Regions from separate parts of the Mus musculus genome. Here region 2 is linked to region 1. The links are chromatin contacts, called in public Hi-C maps. All regions are on one chromosome and are shown on one strand. Each heading gives the region's core, a stretch centred on a gene start, on an enhancer-like site or on the middle of the called end of the contact. The rest is flanking DNA. Distances are from core to core; before and after follow the strand shown. Region 1 has its middle 28 kb from the start of Dppa3. Region 2 overlaps Clec4d (C-type lectin domain family 4, member d).

Evidence for each region. Hi-C and Micro-C count contacts between places; a contact is called where the count stands out from the background.
Region 2: a contact with region 1 is called in a Hi-C map of bone marrow-derived macrophages, with 8 times the contacts expected there. The contact joins two enhancer-like sites. A contact is called at or near these places in 2 of 39 promoter capture datasets (the C10 cell line and hippocampal neurons), 1 of 484 Hi-C or Micro-C datasets (bone marrow-derived macrophages), 3 of 115 datasets of contacts at active chromatin or transcription factors (bone marrow-derived dendritic cells and bone marrow-derived macrophages) and 3 of 9 other capture datasets (adipose tissue, bone marrow-derived macrophages and embryonic stem cells).

What each region holds. Positions count from the first base shown.
Region 1 is chr6:122,652,638-122,655,797 of GRCm38.p6, reverse strand. No RefSeq gene overlaps it. Among named protein-coding and RNA genes, the nearest start is that of Dppa3, 28 kb to the right of the region's middle. Within about 2 kb of position 1,692, at least 65 of the 459 cell types and tissues checked have an H3K27ac peak or open chromatin away from gene starts, as enhancers often do. A contact at or near this core is called in bone marrow-derived macrophages, where this site is marked.
Region 2 is chr6:123,264,361-123,267,520 of GRCm38.p6, reverse strand. Clec4d (C-type lectin domain family 4, member d) reads right to left here. Exons shown (of 6, transcript NM_010819.4): 2 at 2,110-2,202; 3 at 359-466. Among named protein-coding and RNA genes, the nearest start is that of Clec4d, 3.8 kb to the right of the region's middle. Within about 2 kb of position 1,485, at least 67 of the 459 cell types and tissues checked have an H3K27ac peak or open chromatin away from gene starts, as enhancers often do. A contact at or near this core is called in bone marrow-derived macrophages, where this site is marked.

The sequences.
Region 1 (3,160 bases), core at 443-2,942:
TAACAGCAAGGCAGGCTTAGTCTTATTAAAGAGGACAAAGCTTTCATCTTACAGGCTTGTGTTTAACTAATTTAGCAATAAAAGGATTGATGCTTCTCCCCACCTCTATACAATAAAGACTGGAGTTCATTTTTCATCCAGAATGAGTGAGTTCTTCTGCACTGATGCTTGGTCTTTTGCTTGATATACATACGTAAGCATGGATGTGTGTGTGTGTAAGTATGTAACTATGAGCTAAGTATGTAAGCTGAGCCCAACTGGTTTGAATGGAAATATATGAATATATAAGCATGAATCTGCATATGAGTTTATGTGAGTTTATCCATATTTGCCTGTGTAAAAGTTTTCCTTCTGTGAGTGTGACTCTCTAATCCTAGTTCAATAGAAGTTTATTGCTCCAAACTTCCCACTAGCCTGACAAAAAGAGACATCTGAACAAAAGAGTAAAGGCTCTAGCAATTAATCCTTTGCTTAATTCCCTGCTGTTTTACAATGAGGTGCTAAACAATGAGGCTGCTGTTTCTGGCCTCCAAGGAGCTCAGGCAGGTCAGCTACAGTAGCAAAGTGACTTAGACTTAATAGGTAAGTGTTTTATTGCTAAACAGCAACCCTAAATATCTCACAAGATCAAGTCTTGCCACCACTGATGCTCTTCCCCATCCACTGCCTCAAGAAGAACCAAGAAAGAAGAGGTGCCGGGCTGGCCCCGGACAGGTTTGCTTTCATCTTGAAAGAGTATAATAATAGACCCTATGGTTGCTTTCTGACCCACTCTCTACCTATGTGTGTGTGGGGGGGGGGTCCTGACCCCCCCCCCCCAAGTCTATGTCAATAACAGAGGCTCCCAGCTCCTTCTCTACATGGAGACCCAGGAAAGTGAGCCTGTGCACAGCAAGGCTATGGGGAGTTTGGAATTTGCCTCCAGGTAGAGATGCTGGTAGGTCCACCCACCTGAACACCTAGTACATAAGAACTACATGATTTGTTTCTTCCCACTGCAGAGGGGAGAAGCTACAGATTGATATGACTTGAGCAATCATTCTTCCTTCCCCAGGCTGGAGGTCCAACTTAGCCACAAGCCACGATTATCCTTTTCTATATATTACTCATCTCTATAGCACAGTCCCTGCCAAATTACTCGTTCAAACCTAGTTGACACATAGCTAATGGCAACTGTAGCACAGGAAGTCCCCTTTTGTGCTGTGCAGAATGTGTTCCTCTTTTAAAGAGATCCATATACAAACTCCACAGGACCTGGTCATGTGTTATGTCACATGACCGAGGAGAATGGTGGTTGCAGATGGAATTGTTGCTGTCAGTCAGATGACCTTCACGTTGGGGGTTTCTGGATTACCCGGATGGGCCAGTGAGTCACAGGGATGTTAAATGTACAAAAGTGGAAGAAGTGGGCAAACAGATGCATTAAAAATGGAGAAGTGAGAGCCAACGAGGGCAAGGCTCTAGAAGAGTCGACAGATTCTACCTGAGAGCCTGGGTGAGGGATTCTACCCAAGAGCCTTGGTTTTGCAGAAGAGGGGCCCTGCAGACTCCTTGATTTTGTTCTAATGAGATCCATGTCAGCCTCTGTCTTAGAACTTCGAGGTCATCAGTTTGTCTTATTCTAGGGTGGGAAGTTCCTGGTCGTTTGTTACATTGTAAAGCGACATGCACACAGCCACCATCTCTTGCTTCTTTCCCCTGGTGTGGTATCCTCAGCACACAGGAGGTTGTCCATATCCAGGGCACTAAAGAGTGAAATGTTAGAGGGTAGCTTTCGTGAAGAGTTTTGTCTCTCTAGTGATTCCCTCCCCTTAATGTATTTATTCACTTTACACCCTGGTTGCAGCCTCCCCCCTCTTCTCAGTCCCCCCTCATACTGCCCTTCCCTTCATGCCCCTCCTTCTCCTCTGAGAAGGGGAAGCCCAGCCTCTAGAGATAAGAAAAAAATTGTATTTCTTCCTACCAAGTCTGGCTGATGTTCAGAATCCCTCCTCAATTTTTGTTTTGTTTTGGTTATGGTTTTTGATACAGAATTTCTTTGTGTATTCCTGGTTGTCCTAGATTCACTCTGTAGACCAGGCTGGCCTCTAACTCACAGAGAACCACCTGCCTCTGCCTCCTGAGTGCTGGAATTAAAGGCGTGTGCCACCACACCCGGCTAATCCCTCCTGAATTTATCAGCCATTCCCCTAGCCAATCGTATTTTCCCCTCAGCCTCCCTCCGCCTTTCCCAGTGGCCTCTACATGTTTCATCACCTATAGAATGAACCATCTAGCCAGGTGGTGGTGATGATGCATGCCTTTAATTTCAGCACAGGGAGGCAGGGGTGGGCAGAGAAACCCTGTCTTGAAAAACAAACAATAAAAAGAGCACATCCGGAATTTCCCAGCCATCCTTCTTGGTTTTCCCTCCCCCCTCTCTTGCTTTCTTGTCTTTCTTCCATATTAATTTGCGCCATTCTAGATGAATAAGATGTGAACAATGACACTCTCAGATGCTGCATTTCTGTACACAAAGCAACAGGAAGTGCCAGCTCTCCGGTGCTAACTTCCTCTGTGAAGCCCAGAAGCGCCATCCTTTGTCCACCGTAAAGGGCCCAGTGATACAGAGTTGCCGTCTCTCTGACTGTTTGGCTTTTATATCATGTCCCCTGTGGTCTGTGCTTGTATGTGATGCTGAGGACTAAACCCGCAGCCCATGTGTGCTGGGCAAGTGCCTTACCACATGCCACCTTCTTTAAGTGTAAGCTTTTTCAGCACTTGGGCAGAAAGACATTATTGTTCCTGTTCTGTGTCAGCACACTTAGGAATAAAAGTCTGGTGAGAACCATTTAACAGGGTCTTCATACTGGGAGTGAGGGAAGCGATCTTCTCTGTCTTTTAGGGTTCTGTCAACTCCCACCTACCCCTATACTCACAAATGCCACATTCTACAGGTCAGGCAGTTGCTGCCGCCTGCCCTCTGCTGAGCACATTTTGGACATCACAGATTGAATGCCCAAGTGCCCTATAAAGATGACAATCAGGGCTGGAGAAATGGCTCAGCAGTTAGAGGACCCATATTTGGTTACCAGCACCCACATAGTGGCTCACAACCATCCATAACTCCAAGTCCAGGGGATCTGATGCCCTCTTCTGACCTCCTCAGGCACCAGGCACA
Region 2 (3,160 bases), core at 236-2,735, 610 kb before region 1:
AAAAATGCCCACAGTCTAGGGATAATAACACTGACCTGATATCTAAACTCTTAGGAGACAGAAGCAAGGATGTCCCTAGTTTCAGGCCAACCTGGACTACATAGTGAGACTGTGTCTCAAAAAACAAGTTCTGTTGATGTGTAGTAATTGCCTAGCATGTACAAGTCCTGTGTTTGATCCCCAGCATAACCCCCCCCCCACACACACACACATTAATAATGTGTTACAGCAATTTATTACAGTCATGAGAAACTTCTCTGTCCTAGTTGACTGATATTCATTCTTGCAGCCAGTTCTCATTCTGACAGATGCTATCTAAAGGCTGGATGGAAGTAGATAAAGAGGTTTACTCTGCTACCTGTAGCTCCAGGCTGTGGCTCCTCTCGGATGCACGTTACTCTCGTGTGGTAGTCTGACAGTTTCACCACACTTCCTCTCGTCCAGCGTAAAAAGTAATGATGAGTCACTGTCATCAGGAAAAGCAGTTGATTTTCTTTTGCTGTGTAGCCATTAATTTAGAAAAGTGGGCTGATCTCCCCACCTTTCTCCTTCCCTCACAGTTAAAGTCCCCACACCCTCTTTCTTTCCTATGCCATTTCATGATCCCAGATAAATTCAATGAAAGCTAATATTTTATAATCATATTATCTATGATTTACATTGGAACTTTTGGAACCTTTTAAGTGCACAATGTTTTCAGTTTATTTCACCAAAATTTGCATAAGAGTGGGGGTTGTGGTAAGCCCTGGGCTAATTCCACAAAGTTTTGTGAACTTCACAAGTTTAGTAATATTTTTACTTTGGAAAATAATCAAATATTGAAAAGTAAAAAAAGAAAACCATAAATGTACAGGTTAGTAAATTAATGTAATGTGAATACTTCTAGCAAAGATTGCCAAGTTCAAAAAATAAGATACTACCAACATTTCAGGTAACCATAATATCCCAGCACAACCCATTCTTCCATTTTGTAGCTTGTGTCTTGCATCATAGTTTCAGCTTAAACCACACAAATCAAAATGTCTTCTGTTAGACTTTGCTATGAATGGATTCAAATGCCCTGCTTCCATTGGTGTTGGCTTATGCCCAGCACTGTTTCTGAAGCAATATTGCTGCCTAAATAAAATTATATTCTGTCCATTTTCATAACTGGACAGTAACCTATTGTCTCCGTGGAGTAAAACACCCTGATCTCTTTGGTTTCTAGCACTCTCATGACTTCCAGTATTAGGTTGTTGTGAACTGTGTTATTTTGAGCATCTTTGACCTTGAATCCTAAGAAGAGTAAGTACACATTTCTGTAAGGCATGTGTGCCTCAGAGTGGGATGGCCAGTGCATGATAAATGGGGTACATGGGAAAGCTTTCCAAACATGTTTCCTACTTTAAGCTCTCTCTTGCCGTCAAGCATCAAAGATCCAAGTTTCCTGCACCTCCGTCATCAGACACTGTGTCTTTTGAGTCACTACCATCCTGGTGTTTCTGCAATAGTGACTCACTGTGACTTGCAGTTTTACTTCCCTAACAACCAATTAGGTTGACACTGGGTGTGACATGGTAAGATGTCATTTATTAAGTTGATTTCATTTATTAAATACAATCAATGAAGCCTACAATGTTAATTCAACAAAACACCTTTCCCGATAACTCTGCAATATCGCCCTCAATATTAGATTAGGAGTTACATATTCAGAGTCTATGCTGCCACTGTTTATTCTTTCCTCCAGCCTATCTGTCTTAGGCCTACAACATACTAATTCAGTCATAACCTCATCTTATAGCTTGATATCAGAAAATACAAGATTTTCTATGACATTAAGGGTGGCAATGGCTCCATGGATGCATATTTGTTCCCAATCTTGATATGGACATATTTAATAGAGTTTTTAATATGTCCGTTAGACCTCAGCAAAGTGATTATTTTGGAAGCGAGCAGAACAGTCTCATACAAATTTTAAAAAAAATCAAATGTACAGCTCTGATAGTAAGCCTAAGATGGGGAATGTGTTGTGTGTGGATAAGCTGAGGAAAAGGGAGGCTTTGGGAGCACATGTTGGACATTCTTTGAGAAGATAATTCAAAATGAGCTTCATTCTGGCTAGTAGCTTACCCAAACAAGTTGAAATAAAGCAAGCACTAAGGAACGAGATGGAAACAACAGCGAAGACGCAAGGGATCAGTTGGGGATGTCGGGTACCTTTTGCTGAAACAAAGGGGATATAGGTTACTCTCCTCTCTGCCATAAGATGAGGGAAGTCAAGATTATCAAGGAGCAGGCTAAATGTGATAGCATGTAAAGTATGTTAGGAGTTCAAGAGACTTAAATATTCCCTGTGACTAAACCAAATAATAACAAAGAAAAATGCAAACTTGTTTTTATAAAGAAACATTTTTATACTCAGAACATAAAGGTCATAAAAATCCAAGCTTCTATATAACATAGTGTAATACAGGTACACACACACACACACACACAATCATGTACATGAAGAAAGATCTTGTAATATCACTATTGAAGACATGTAGTTTCTAAAATCAATTAAAATACTGTGTAAATTATGAGCAATAAGTTTTTTCAGTTTATTGCATAATTTATTTTTACATTTCTTGTGATTTTTTTAAAAAAATTAATCATTCCTGTCATTTACATCTCAAATGATATCCCCCTTCATGGTTACTCCTCCACAGCCCTCCCATCCCATCTGCCCTCTCCCCCTTCCATTTTGCCTCCATGAGGGTGCTCCCTCACCTACCTACCCACTCCCACCTCACTGCTACAACATATTCCTTCGCTGGGGCATCAAACCTCCACAACACCAAGAGCCTCCCCTCTCATTGATGTCAGACAAGGCCATGGTATACTACATATATATCTGGATCTAGAGCCCTGGATCCCCACCCCGTCCCCCCCCCCTTCCCTGTACACTCCTTGGTTGGTGCTCTATGCCCTGGGAGCACTGGGTGGTCCAACCAATAAGCAGCAAATTTAATCTATTGAAATTTTAAGTGGTCACCAAACAAAATGAAAGTATGCCCCATCCAGGAACTATGAACTAAAATAGTGTGGCAAGATTTTCATATCTATTCAAAAAGCGTAATGAAAGAAAGCGTGCAGTGTGGGCATGGCTGAGATAAAGTACTCAAGAGAGAGAGAGAGGGCT